Linked DNA regions of Mus musculus: regions 1 and 3 are each linked to region 2. A link is a contact called in public HiChIP or PLAC-seq and capture Hi-C data. All regions are on one chromosome and are shown on one strand. The core of a region is the stretch at or near the end of the contact, and the rest is flanking DNA. Distances in the headings are between cores, read along the strand shown.

Region 1 (4,549 bases), core at 734-3,233, 150 kb after region 2:
CAGAAGGTGTTGGGGACATACTGGAGTCTCCCTTTTGTAAATTCAGAAACTCAGCTTGGAAAGATTGGATGCCTATGCAGCCACACTGCCAGCTGTGCCTTGGCTTGAGCCAGATCTCCTGGGGCTCACACGGAGGAAGAGAAGCTGGTGAGGGAGGCAGTATAGACTTTGGAGTTGGACTGACTTTAGATCAAACCCAAGCTCCATTTGGGAGTTAGAGGCAGGAAGATCAAGAGTCCATGGACATCTTTGGCTGCACATTGAATTGAGGCAGGTATAGGCAATATGAGATCCTGCCTCAAAACAAAACAAAACAAAAAACAAAAGTCCCACAAAAGAAGAAAATCTAAGCCCCATCATATATCATCTATGTGATATAATAGCTTTCAGAATTCTTTTTTCTCATCAGCAAAATAAAATAATGATTCCATGTCAGAAGATTACATTAGAAAATCTGGGGTTAGCTGGGTATGGTGTACATACGTGTAATTTCAGCACCCAGGAGGGCTAAGGCAAGGCGATCTCAGCAAGGCAAACCTGGTCTATATAGTGAATTCTAGGCCAACCTGGGCTACAAAGCAATTCTCTGTCTCAAAAGAAAAAATAAATGATAAAATAAATTAGGCTGATGACTCATTAAGTAGATGCTGTATAAGCATAAGAACTGAGTTTGGATTCCAAGAACTCATATGAAAAAGCCTGAGTGTGGCAGGCAATGTGTACCTGTAACCCACCACTGGAGAGTGGAGACAGATGGAGGCCCAGGAGTCGTCAGCCAGCTAGACTAGTTGGAAAAGTGAGCTCTGGCTCCATTGGCAGACTCTGCCTCAAACAGTTTTAAATGGAAGGGCTGGGGAGTTGGCTCAGTGGCTCAGGCAGTGCTTCCTAGCCTGACAGCCTGAGGGAGCTCCACAGGATTCACGTGGTTGGAGAGAACAGAGTCTGCCAGTTGTCCTCTGATCTTACATGCACTCACACACACACACACACACACACACACACACACACACACACAAATAAGTGAATGGAAGACTGAATGGATGGATGAGGAAGGATGAATAGATAATTAGGGAAATGTATGTTAAATACCTTGTATAGAGTCCATTTAAATGTAGGCATTCCTTACTCAGTAGTTAATGCTGGAAATGGCTGAAGTTACTAGAGCAGAAATATCCAGTCTGGGACAAGAGTCCTCTCTGGGAGCCCTTGATCCACAGCAAGTCTCTAGCTCTGGGAGAAACCTGTTTTCACATCTGGAGTCACGGCTTCAGAGGCACTGCCATCAGCCCTGGGGCTGGAGTTCCTTCTCTGCTCCATATTGGATATAGTTGGCCTGCTCCTGGTCCTAAACAGCTGAAGGAAAGAGAGGAGAGATTCAGGCGGTTCTCCCCCAGGCACAGAGGCAGCAACTTCCTCTGGGGAGATCTCCACATGCTATCAGAGGGCTAGTCCCTGGAGTAGCTAGTGTGGAGGAGTGAACCAGATGTCTAGTGGCCAGTGTCCTTCTGGGTCATACGGGACCTCCCTGGACAAGTGCCGAAATGTAGACATGAATTCAAGGCCAAATGAGTCAGTTAAACTTAAAACCTGTAGCATACTGACTGGATAGTAAGACAGAATTCTGCCAACATAGCCGATTAAAAATAGGGCTAGCGTGTAGCTCATAGGTGGAGCCCTTGCCTTGTGTGTGTGAGGCCCGGGGTTCCATCCCCAGCACTTCAAAACAAAACTAATTTCTAACCATTTATTTATCACTATCAGCTATAGGAGCAAACCGGATCGTTCATTCTATAGAATCTAAGTAACTCTTTGGAGAAGCTCCCCTGGGCAAGGGCAGATTTCTGGTGCTGAGGACCTGCAGAGAGGAAAGCTAAAATTCCACAGGCCTCTCACTCCTGCCAGGCCACGTGGGTTGCAGGTGGAAGGCAGGGGTGCTGGGGTCCCCAGGCGGCTTGCTTGGTCTCCTGGAGAATCAAGGGAGTGGCTCTCCATCCCCCTCCCTGACTCCTTCAGTTCTGGGTCTGGAGGTGACTTTATTCATTATCTAGACCAGTCTAGTTCCTAATTCTCCAGGCGGGCCCAGAGGGGTAAAGTAGCTTATTTGAGGACACACAGCTTCCCAGTTTAGACGTTCTCCGTCCGACACCCACCTTGCCTCCGTCTTCTTCCCACAGTTTATTTCTCAGTCCTTCCACGCCCTGAGTTTTGGGATCCTCCTTCTAGCCTCCTTTCCTCTTGTCACCCACAGCATTCATCCCAGCGGGTCCTGGCCTTTGGGAAGACTCTGCACCCCTGAGAGATCCCGCCCCTCTTTCTTCTCTGACTCAGGGTACAGGGGTACAGGCTGCCCCCCAGCACCATGGCCTTTTCAACGCGGTTTGCCTTCTGGGAGCAAAAGGAAAGTTGGATTTCAAAATCTTGGTTCTCTGATGTGCTCAGCATGGTGAAGCTACAGAGGGATTGGGCATGCGTGTGTATTTGGGGGTGCAGGGAGAATGACCAGTGTGGCTTGGGAGCCCTTTTCTGTCTTGATGGCTTCTGTGCTGAGTCACTCCCCTCCCTGAGCTCCACCTCTGGTAAGCTGAGCGGCCTTTTGTGCTACTGCTGCCTCTCCAAGCTAATCCCTCCACACCCTTCCACAGCCTGCAGCTCAGCCTCACCCCCGGGACTGTGGGGTTCTGGGGAAGGCTCGGTGATGCCTGTGGAGCCCAGAGTCTGGGGAATGAGGTGGGTAGAAGAAAGGAGCTGCTAGTGGGGATGTCAGGCCAGTTGGCAGCTAGCTCCAGAGAGTAATCCAGGCTGTGGCAGACTTGGGCACGCCTTTGTGCACATGCACAGTCTCTGGCTGGACAATGACCTACACAGCCAGAAGCTTTAGGGAGGTGGGGAGGGCGTGAGTCAGCCTGAAGCTAAATCCAGAGCTGAGCTCATACCTGAGCCTAGTGTCCCAGGCACTTTGGGGGGCAACCAGTATTCCCAATGCCTCACCTAGGACAGCCATTTGGGTCCCCAGACACAGGCTACTGGAGAAAGGACGGATTTGGAGCTGGTGAGGGACTCCGAGTGAACTTAGAATCTGGGCCATATGCGAAGCCAAACTAACTGCACTGTGTGCTTTAATGAGAGTGTCTGTGCTTTGGGAATACTTAATATGCTCTAACCTGTGTGCCTAGGGGCTAATGCATGGTGTGATCCCCATGGGGAGGGATGGTGGCCCTTGCTGAGGAGGACGGCAGGTACAGACCTAGCCACCCTGCATTTTTGTACGGACCCTCCCCCTCCCCTTCTCTGCACAGACCCCAGCTTCTGAAGTAAGAAGGTTTCCTCTTCGAGTCTTTGCCATCTTCCCTTGCCTTGCCCATGTCAATGAGAACTAACTGAACCCTAGACCCATTGAATATGCATCGTAGACAAGATGTGGCTTCAATACTGCAGTGGCCACCATGCTGGACAGTGTCCAGGCACTGCTAATTGGAGCTCAAAATTGACCATGGACCTTGGTTGAAAATGAACAGCCCCACTTCTCTATTAGATAATTGATTCTGGATGTTGCTAAGAATATCTTCCATTAGAAGTCAAATCTTCTTCCTGGGCTCCTGTCTTCCTACTCTGCAGGAAAGAAAGGCATGCTGAGGCTGTCGTGGGGTTGCCTGGGCAAGGAAGGGACGTTAAGTCTCCTGGGGCTGCCTGCATTTAGGAGGCAGAGGTGCTAGAAGAGTGGGCTCTTTTGACTCTGGGGCCCAGCCCCTTGGAGTCCATTCCCAGCTTGACTTTGCACTGGAAGAGCCCTCAGAGTGTCCACATCACCAGTCCTTTCCCAGACAGTGACAGCGCCTGCTGTTTCCCCTGACTGCACCTTCTGTCTGACTCAGGCTGCTGGCTCCGACTGTAGCACAAACCCCCACCCCAGCCAGGGATCTCTCTCCCCTACACATCTTACCTTACTTTGGCGTTCCTTGCCCCATCTGCATGGATGGCAATTCTGTGACCCTGAGATCATGATGTGGTGGACCTCTGCCAGCCCCAGTGGGCTGTGGGCTGGCTACTGAGCCCCGAGCATCCTGGGATTTTACTTTCATAGAGACTCTTAATTCTTACAACACTGTCTCTGGGCAGCTTCAATCTCAGAAATAGAGATGTCTTGCTCAGACCTCTGAACCCAACCCCAGTCCCGCTCTGCTTCCCAAGGAGAGAAGGCCCCTAGACCTTTTCTCCCAGCTTTGACCTGCCAGTGACTTCTCTGTCTGCTCCCTCAGGTTAAAGAGGAGGACAAAGGTGTGCCAAAACCCGGCCCTCCAGGCAAAGAGGAAGGGGCTGTAAGTGCTTCCCTGAGATGTGTGTGTGTGTGTGTTGGGTTGGCCTTGTCCCATCCAGTGTTGTTGGTGTGGTTAGAGGGAAAGTCAGCAGTGGGGTGGAAGATACAGTGTGTAGCACCACTTTGGGTACAGAAAGGGAAGAGGGGAGCTAAGGTGCTTTGGGGCCCACCCTCTGTTGCCCACCCCAGCCCCTTTAGTTGATTACTTTCAGGTTTGGTTTTCTGGACCTTTGG
Region 2 (4,141 bases), core at 820-3,319:
ATCATTAGAAAACATTTGCCTACAAAGTAGCAGGACTTAGTAACCTGTCAGCCAGTCCGCTGAGGTTTCCGGGTTTTGAGAGCCATATTTGCAGTAATGTAGGATACCCACGTTGGGAGGCATTACACTCTAGCCTACTTGTGAATAGTGGAGCACAGTGCTGTCAATCTCCTGCATCTGGTTCCGACTAGCAGACATTATTTGTAGCATATTTACAAGAAAATGGTAAAGAATGGGTGACAGAGGGGCTGGTGAGATGGCTCAGCAGGTAAGAGCACCCGACTGCTCTTCCAAAGGTCCAGAGTTCAAATCCCAGCAACCACATGGTGGCTCACAACCATCCGTAACGAGATCTAGCGCCCTCTTCTGGAGTGTCTGAAGACAGCTACAGTGTACTTACATAGAATAAATAAATCTTAAAAAAAAAAAAATTTAAAAAAAAAAAAAAAAAAAAAAAAAGAATGGGTGACAGATTATGAACATTGTTAGTAATCAATGCCTGTTATGTAAATAAGTACTAAGGCCTGGGCAGTATATTTTCTGATCATGGCCTGTCGGCATGACAATATCAAACAATCACTAATAAACAACATGGTAGAAACCCTGCCAACTCCTTACCTTTTTTCGCTCCTCCCATTCTTTCTTCCTATCAGAATCCCAGTTTTATTGAGACGTGGCTCCCTTGAGATGCTGCCTAGGTTTGTTGCTCCAAGCCAGTCATGGTTCAGGCATGAGCATTTTCTGTGAGTCTGGTTCAGGCATGTTGGCTGGGGTAAGGTAGAATTTGGAGAAAGATTGTCCCTGCTCCAATATGACGTCCACAGGTAAAATGACTCCTGTTAGGTGTGATGGTTGACCAAGCTAGCTCAGTCAGCCAAACTGGGTCTCAAGGGAGGGAGTGAGCACTGAAAAGAAAAACACAATTAGACAACATTATAAGATAACTCCAGCCAGTGCTGAGGCTGAAGTGGGTTTATTTTTCCAGTCTGTTTTGGTTTGGTTTGGTTTGGTTTTGGTTTTTTGAGACAGGGTTTCTCTGTATAGCCCTGGCTGTCCTGGAATTCACTCTGTAGACCAGCCTGGCCTCGAACTCAGAAATCTGCCTTCCTCTGCCTCCCGAGTGCTGGGATTAAAGGCGTGTGCCACCAGGCGCCCACATTCCAGTCTACTTTTTTTTTTTTTTTTTTTTTTTTGGTTTTTGAGACAGGGTTTCTCTGTGTAGCCCTGGCTGTCCTGGAACTTGCTCTGTAGACCAGGCTGGCCTTGAACTCAGAAATCTGCCTGCCTCTGCCTCCCAAGTGCTGGGATTAAAGGCGTGCACCACCACGCCCAGCTCCAGTCTACTTTTATATCATTCTAGGTACATACAAAGAATATGGTAAGTCCTAAGGTATAAACAAAGTAACCAAGGAACAAACAAAGCATAAACAAAGGTCCCATGATTACTGTATTCAGAGACTTAACAAGACCCATCAAGATACAAAGAACAGCTGGGCGCCGGTGGCACACTCCTTTAATCCCAGCATTTGGGAGGCAGAGACAGGTGGATTTCTGAGTTCAAGGCCAGCCTGGTCTACAGAGTGAGTTCCAGGACAGCCAGGGCTACACTGAGTAATCCTGCCTCAAAAAAAGAAAAAAACAAAAAACAAAAAACAAAAAAACAACAACAACAAAACAAAAACAAAGAGTAAAAATAAAATAAAAAAGAAAGAAAAAAGAGATACAAAGAACACATTCCTCAGCTGTATTCATCTTGAGCCTACTTCCTAGTCCTAGACCAATGTCAAATTCCTGCCAAATTCCTAGAAGGCAGCCCCAAAAGCTCTTCACAGATGGTGTCTCCTTGTGATATTCCTAGGCTGCTTACAGGAGCTGGGCCAGGGGGTGAATGCAGACATACTACAGATAACAGATAGAAAGACAGACAATGGATGGAGCCTGTTCCTGACAATCTCATTTTCTGCTGCATCTACAAACACAGTAACCACCCTCCTCCTACCTGTAGGTAATTCTCATTACTCACAGAGTCTGTATTTGCAAATTCCCCTAGTGCTTACACGTACTTGCAATTGTAAGATCAATACCTGCAGGCCTTTTGCATTTGCTCACTGTTACATGCACCCGCTCAGCAGTGTGTCTAGCACTGGGCATGGAGGTGGGGGATTAGGGTTGTCTAGAGTGGGGATGAGGGTGAGACTCACCCTGGATACAATATCCTTTGACTCTAGTTATCTAGGTACCATGTAGTTCAATGCAGAAGTATATTTAAGCAAAAGCCATAAAGATCTAGACACTTAGGCCAGGCGTGGTGGTGCACACCTTTAATCCCAGCACTCAGCCAGGCGTGGTTGTGCACGCCTTTAATCCCACCACTCGGGAGGCAGAGGCAGGCGAATTTCTGAGTTCGAGGCCAGCCTGGTCTACAAAGTGAGTTCCAGGACAGCTAGGGCTACACAGAGAAACCCTGTCTCGAAAAACCAAAAAAAAAAAAAAAAAAAAGATATAATCCCAGGACTCGGGAGGCAGAGGCAGGCGGATTTCTGAGTTCGAAGCCAGCCTGGTCTACAAAATGAGTTCCAGGACAGCTAGGGCTACACAGAGAAACCCTGTCTCAAAAAAAAAAAAAAAAAAAAGATCTAGACACTTCACAACAAAATTCTCAGGCTGAGCTATTGGATTCCCCTTGAGAAAGCTTCAAATAGACCATTTCTTTGCAAATAACAGTTTACTTTCACAAAAATAGATGACCTAGCTCATGATCATAATTAGCCTTCTGGAACTGAATGATAAGCCAGTGGCTCTCATTTTCTTCCCTTCCCTGATGCTGTGGACTTCCCACTGTTCCTCAGAACACACATTTTACTGGTAGGTATGTCATGTTTTGTTAATTATCTACATACATGTTATGTCACATCATTAAAAGGGCAAGTATTTTGTAGATGAAATAGAATGATTTTGTGTGTGCGTGGGTGTGTGTGTGTTTGAGAGAGAGAGAGAGAGACAGGGTTTCTCTGTGTAGCTCTGGCTGTCCTCAAACTCTCTCTGTAAACCAGGTTGATCTCAAACCTCAAAGTCATGGGTGCTGGGACTAAAAGTGTGAGACACTGCTGCCTGGCAGAATGAAGCTTTTTGTTGTTGTTGTTGTTTTGTTTTGGTTTGGTTTTTTGTTTTTTCTTTTTTAAAGAATTTATTTATCTCATATATGTGAATACACTGTCACTGTCTTCAGACACACCAGAAGAGGGCATCGGATCCCATTATAGATGGTTGTGAGCCACCATGTGGTTGCTGGGAATTGAACTCAGGACCTCTGGAACAGTAGTCAGTACTCTTAACCACTGAGCCATGTCTCCAGCCTGGTTTTTTGGTTTCTCTGTATAGCCCTGGCTGTCCTGGAACTCACTCTGTAGACCAGGCTGGCCTCGAACTCAGAAATCTGCCTGCCTCTGCCTCCTGAGTGCTGGCATTAAAGGCGTGCACCACCACGCCTGACAGGAAGTTTTACAAAAGGTTTAAGAAGCAAATCCATTCTCTCTTTCTCTCTCTCTGAGTGTGTGTGTGTGTGTGTGTGTGTGTGTGTGTGTGTGTAGGGTCTTGCACATGCTAGACAGTGCCCTATTATTAAGCTAACATTCTCAGCCTGTTCCTCTAATTTTATTTATTTATTTATTTATTTATTTTCAAGACAAGATCTCATATTTCAGGGCCCAGAAAGACCTTGAACTCCTGATCTTCCTGCTTCCATCTCCCAAGTGCTGGGGTTAGTCACTCTGGGCACCTTTCCCCTAATTTTTACCTGTTGGGGTTCCAGTTTACAACATTTAACCACAGAGAGAGGAGGGGAGGAGGAGAGAGATATCATTGTGATGGCTATTCTTGGTTGTCAGCTTAATAGATCTAGAATTAACCTAAGTGTTTAAGTACACTTGTGGGAATGTAGGGATGTTTCTGGGTTTTTTTTTTTTCTGTAAATTTTGATCTCATAGCCGGGTGTGGTGGCGCACGCCTTTAATTCCAGCACTTGGGAGGCAGAGGCAGGCGGATTTCTGAGTTCAAGGCCAGCCTGGTCTACAAAGTGAGTTCCAGGACAGCCAGGGCTATACAGAGAAACCCTGTCTCGAAAAACAAAAAACAAAAGACA
Region 3 (4,099 bases), core at 201-2,700, 240 kb after region 2:
GAGCTATCTATTGCCCTAGACCTCTTTTTATTTCTTATTTGAGTCACTGTCATGTTATGTAGCCCAGGCAGGCCTTAAGCTTGCAATCCCCCTACATTGGTCTCCTGAGCAACTGGGATTTTCAGGTGCTCATCGCCAGGCCTAGATATTTTCAAATATTTCCATACTTCCAGGTCTCCTTGAGGCCCACTGATTGGCCAGGCATTCTGGTTAGCAATAGTACCTCAGCACTGACTAAATTTTTCCTTTTGTAAATAGCCCTGGCAGCCACCCATCCATTTGTTAATAACCTTCTATTATCCCACTGAATTCACACCCTGCTTAGATGCCTAGAAAAGCAGAGTCAGAAAACCTTCCAGATTATGCAAATCGAGCCCCATGGTTTTCCGGATCAGGAAAAGGATGTCATCTCACTGAGCCTTCAGGTACCCAGGATAAGGGAGCAATCTTAGGATTAGGGGGGTGCGGGGTGAAGCAAAATGGAGGTTTTCCTGCAGGTTGTAACAGAAATCCCTTGGGCTTTGGGAAAACAGAGGAACTGAAGACAATTCCCAGGATGTGGTAACCTGCTCAGAGAGCTGCAAGGCAGAATGGAAAGGAAGAAGCCACAGGGGTAGAAAACTCAACTTGACAGATTGCATAGGCCCCACCCCTGAGGGGCCCTGCAGGGTCCCAGTGCCACCCTCATTTGAAGCAGTCATGTGATCACTTTTCCTTTAAGGAAAGACGACCTGTGTCTTAGTTCCCGGGCATCAAGTGAGGAGGTCGCTGTTACCCAAAGGTGGAAGAATTCAACAGCAGCTCCTGCTAGGTTCTGGAAGGAGCAGCTGAGAAAACGCAGCTTTCTCCAAAGCTGGTACATCAGCCTTTGCCTCTAGGCAAAACTGTCTTTATTTAAGGTTACCCAGAGCAGAATTGATTCTTTTTCTGGTTGTATCAACCATGTGGGCAAAGACAAGACAGGGTTGCAAGAATGAAAAGAAGTGGGACACTTCTTGATCCGGGGCAAGAACTAAGAGACTTAAAAGAGTATACCAAGAAACCTCACGTGGACTTAAGGGTGGGAATTTTCTTTGCATTGTCAAGATCCACGTGAAGTGGCTACGAAGCTACGAAGTGCACAGAATTCCTGATGTCTGACCGTTTGGCTTCACTTATAGCCCAAAAATTCTGGAAAGCCCTCCCTAGGAGAGGAAAGAAGAGGGGACAGTCTTATATAGCAGAAGGGCAGAAGGCACAGTGTACCTGCTCCAGCAGGAGGACGCTCTTGGAGTGTTTGGCCAGGTGGTACGCGGTAAAGCAGCCCTGGATGCCTGCTCCAATCACAATAGCATCCCAGAAATCTGTCTGAGCAGCCATGATGCCACAAAGCCCACTGAAGAGAAGGCAAACAAAGGCACCTCCAGGCTACAGGGGGAGGAGGGAGGCAAAGTCCAGCTAAACTAGAGTTCCCACAATCCCTTGGGGCTCATGTCCTTGTCTTTCTTTCCCTCCCCAAAAAGCCTGGCACAGGGCTCAGCCTCCGCCTCCCCCTGCAGAGCAGAGCTGGGTGGACTGATTTGTGAGGTTTCGCCCAGCTCAGCTGCTAGCCTCACCCTTGCATCCCTCCAGTTTGCTATTCTTGGCTCAATTATTGTCATGCAAATGGCGCCTTCCCATGCCACCTTCCTGTCTCATTATGATCTTTGTCTCAGGACTTTGCCCGGAATTTCAATGCCTCCCAGACCAAGCTGGGCCCCGGGAATGCTGCCTCCCCCTGCTGGCTTCCCTCTCTGCAGCTTGATTTCCTCCAGAGAGCTACCCGGCCAGCCAAGAACTTGGCAGGATGCCCAGGGTATGGCCCTCCTCCCTGGTGGGTGGCGAGGTCAGGGGGTAGATGCAGGGGCCAACTGGGAGGGCAGTTTTGTGATTATGAAATCATTCTCAGTGTGTTTTACTTTCATGTTGAAAAAAGGACAATAAATGATCCTGAAGAGGAAAAAAAAAAATCCAGGAAAGGACAGTGCGAGGAAGAACCTTGTCCTCAGGCACACGGGGAACCAGGCACCAGCCAGCACACACAGGGGCCATGTGCAGAGAAGCCTTCTGTGCCAGGCAGCAGGCTCAATGGGGATTGTTACAGGCACTGGGGACAGAGCCAGGGTTGGCAGGTCCTGATTCTTATACACTTTGGGGGTCCATTTTAAGATAAAAGGGGAAAGGGGCCTGGAGGCTTAGCTCAGCGGTAGACTTTTGTGTTTGGCATGTTCGGGGTCCTGGGTTTAGCACCCAGCACTAAAAATAAAAGAGAAAAAAAAAAAAAAAAGAAAAAATTAGTCATGCAAAACTAGATGGCAGGACTTCGAAGAGACCGCTCAATTAGAGAGCCCCATGGTTGAAGTTTTATTAGCTTCCTGGTAAATCTGCCTCGGAATACATTATCTCATTAAATTCTCAGGATTTTTTTTTTTTTTTGTATGTGTGTGTGTGTATTTTTATCCTCATTTTTTTTGAGCAGATTAGAGATAGCCTCAAGTTCTCTGTCGGTTTTCCCATTACATGCTTGCCCAATAGAATACAGTGACTGCTACCCTCTTTCTGACCCAAGCCTTTGGACATCTTCTTGTGTTGAAGCACTCGTTCTTAGACCCTGAACCAACATGTTAGAAGTCCAGCCACTCTGTGAGAGAGAGAGATGAGAAAAGTCACACATAGGAAGAGAAGCCATTTTGGACCTTGTGTCCAGACAAACTAACCACCCATGACCTGACCCAGTCCATGGCACGTGACCCAACAGCCAAGCTGTGTCAGCATTCCCCAGTTTTATGAAGTAAAATAAAATGCTTGTTTTTAGACACTAACTTTTGAGGTTGGTTGTTTATAATCATAAACACACCACTAAACAGACAAAGATGGCAGGATCTGCCCAAGGACCCATTCTAGGTGTGCCAAGAGGCTAAGATGTGAACCCAGGTCTATCTGCTCCAAAACTTACTTCTTGTTAGTATTTTCTTTCGTTTTTTTTGGATACAGGGTCTCATGTATCGCTTAACTGGCCTCCAACCTGCTTTGCCTCCACAGGTGACCTTGAACTTCTGATTTTTCTGCCCCTACCTCCTGGGAAAATAGACCCGTACCATCATGTTGGTTTAATATGGTGCTGAGGACCAAACCCAGGGCTTTACCAATGAATGTTAGGCTGAAACTCTGTTACCTGAGTCACAAGCCCAGCCCGGGGACACTTCCCTCTCACTACAATGCTATAGTGACAATGAGAGAACTTATAGTCGTGATTCTGATTTTAACATTTTGCTGTGTATCTGGTGGCCATACAGTGGAAGAGAGAAAACAATGATGGGGGGGGGGGGCACAGTGGCTGACTGAATCCCCAGCAACACGTCCACAGACAATCCCCAGACTAGCCTTAGCAACTAGTTGTCTTCTGCCTGGTCTTTCCTTTCCTAGTAAAATAGGAACGCAAAGAAGGACTGCCATTTGACTGGATTTTTTTTCCTTCCTTCTGAGGGAGGAAAAAAAAAATAGAGTCTAAAGGTCACTGCATTCTGTCCCCTCCCTCCTCCCCAACCCCACAGAGGACAGGATAACATCTGCCTCATCGCTGGACAGATCCCTTACAGTAAAATAATAGCAGATATAACCAAGAAAAATATGGTACCCTGAGTGTGTAAGGGCTTGATAGAAATATATAAGATCGGCCCCTGGATTTCTTGTGATAAGATGTCAGCGGAGATGAACAGCTTGCACGCAAGGAAAAGCAGGCAATAAATCCTTGCATGGAAGTGTGCCCAGTCTCACCAGCAGGCGAAGAGAAGGGAATTAAATAACTCGAAGGTACTATTATGTGTCTATTAAATAAACAAAAATAAAAATGATACAACCTTATTATGTTGTCCGAGTTGCAATTCATACAGGGTCCCGTGGAGCGTTCTGGGGCCATGGACAGTAGGATAAAATAGTTCAAATATTCTGACCTAGAAATTCTACTTGGTGAACTATTCCCTCGGGGGAGGAGAAGGCTTTTATATGAAGACATGCATATCTGAGCTCTTATAATATTAAAAAATAATGGAAACGATCCAACATCGGGGAATAGCTAAGC

The links. HiChIP or PLAC-seq counts read pairs in DNA pulled down with a chosen protein or histone mark. Capture Hi-C pulls out chosen DNA fragments and counts their contacts.
Region 1: a contact with region 2 is called in a capture Hi-C map of embryonic stem cells, with 2.9 times the contacts expected there. The contact joins two enhancer-like sites. A contact is called at or near these places in 1 of 39 promoter capture datasets (embryonic stem cells), 2 of 15 datasets of contacts at CTCF or cohesin (the NIH/3T3 cell line and embryonic stem cells), 29 of 484 Hi-C or Micro-C datasets (B cells, CD8 T cells, ECoMG-derived neutrophils and 12 more), 15 of 115 datasets of contacts at active chromatin or transcription factors (the HPC-7 cell line, the SCID.adh cell line, T-cell acute lymphoblastic leukemia and 6 more) and 4 of 9 other capture datasets (adipose tissue, embryonic stem cells, liver and 1 more).
Region 3: a contact with region 2 is called in an H3K27ac HiChIP or PLAC-seq map of embryonic stem cells, with 5 read pairs. The contact joins the promoter of Pipox here to the enhancer-like site in region 2. A contact is called at or near these places in 3 of 39 promoter capture datasets (the HPC-7 cell line, hematopoietic stem and progenitor cells and macrophages), 1 of 484 Hi-C or Micro-C datasets (nephron progenitors), 1 of 115 datasets of contacts at active chromatin or transcription factors (embryonic stem cells) and 1 of 9 other capture datasets (pancreatic islet).

What each region holds. Positions count from the first base shown.
Region 1 is chr11:77,805,543-77,810,091 of GRCm38.p6, forward strand. All of the region lies in intron 1 of Myo18a (myosin XVIIIA), which reads left to right. Among named protein-coding and RNA genes, the nearest start is that of Gm10277, 19 kb to the left of the region's middle. Within about 2 kb of position 1,984, at least 102 of the 459 cell types and tissues checked have an H3K27ac peak or open chromatin away from gene starts, as enhancers often do. A contact at or near this core is called in embryonic stem cells, where this site is marked.
Region 2 is chr11:77,652,167-77,656,307 of GRCm38.p6, forward strand. No RefSeq gene overlaps it. Among named protein-coding and RNA genes, the nearest start is that of Gm23132, 4.5 kb to the right of the region's middle. Within about 2 kb of position 2,070, at least 9 of the 459 cell types and tissues checked have an H3K27ac peak or open chromatin away from gene starts, as enhancers often do. A contact at or near this core is called in embryonic stem cells, where this site is marked.
Region 3 is chr11:77,892,422-77,896,520 of GRCm38.p6, forward strand. It overlaps Pipox (pipecolic acid oxidase), which reads right to left and starts at 1,451. Exons shown (of 8, transcript NM_008952.2): 1 at 1,246-1,451. The coding sequence starts at 1,359.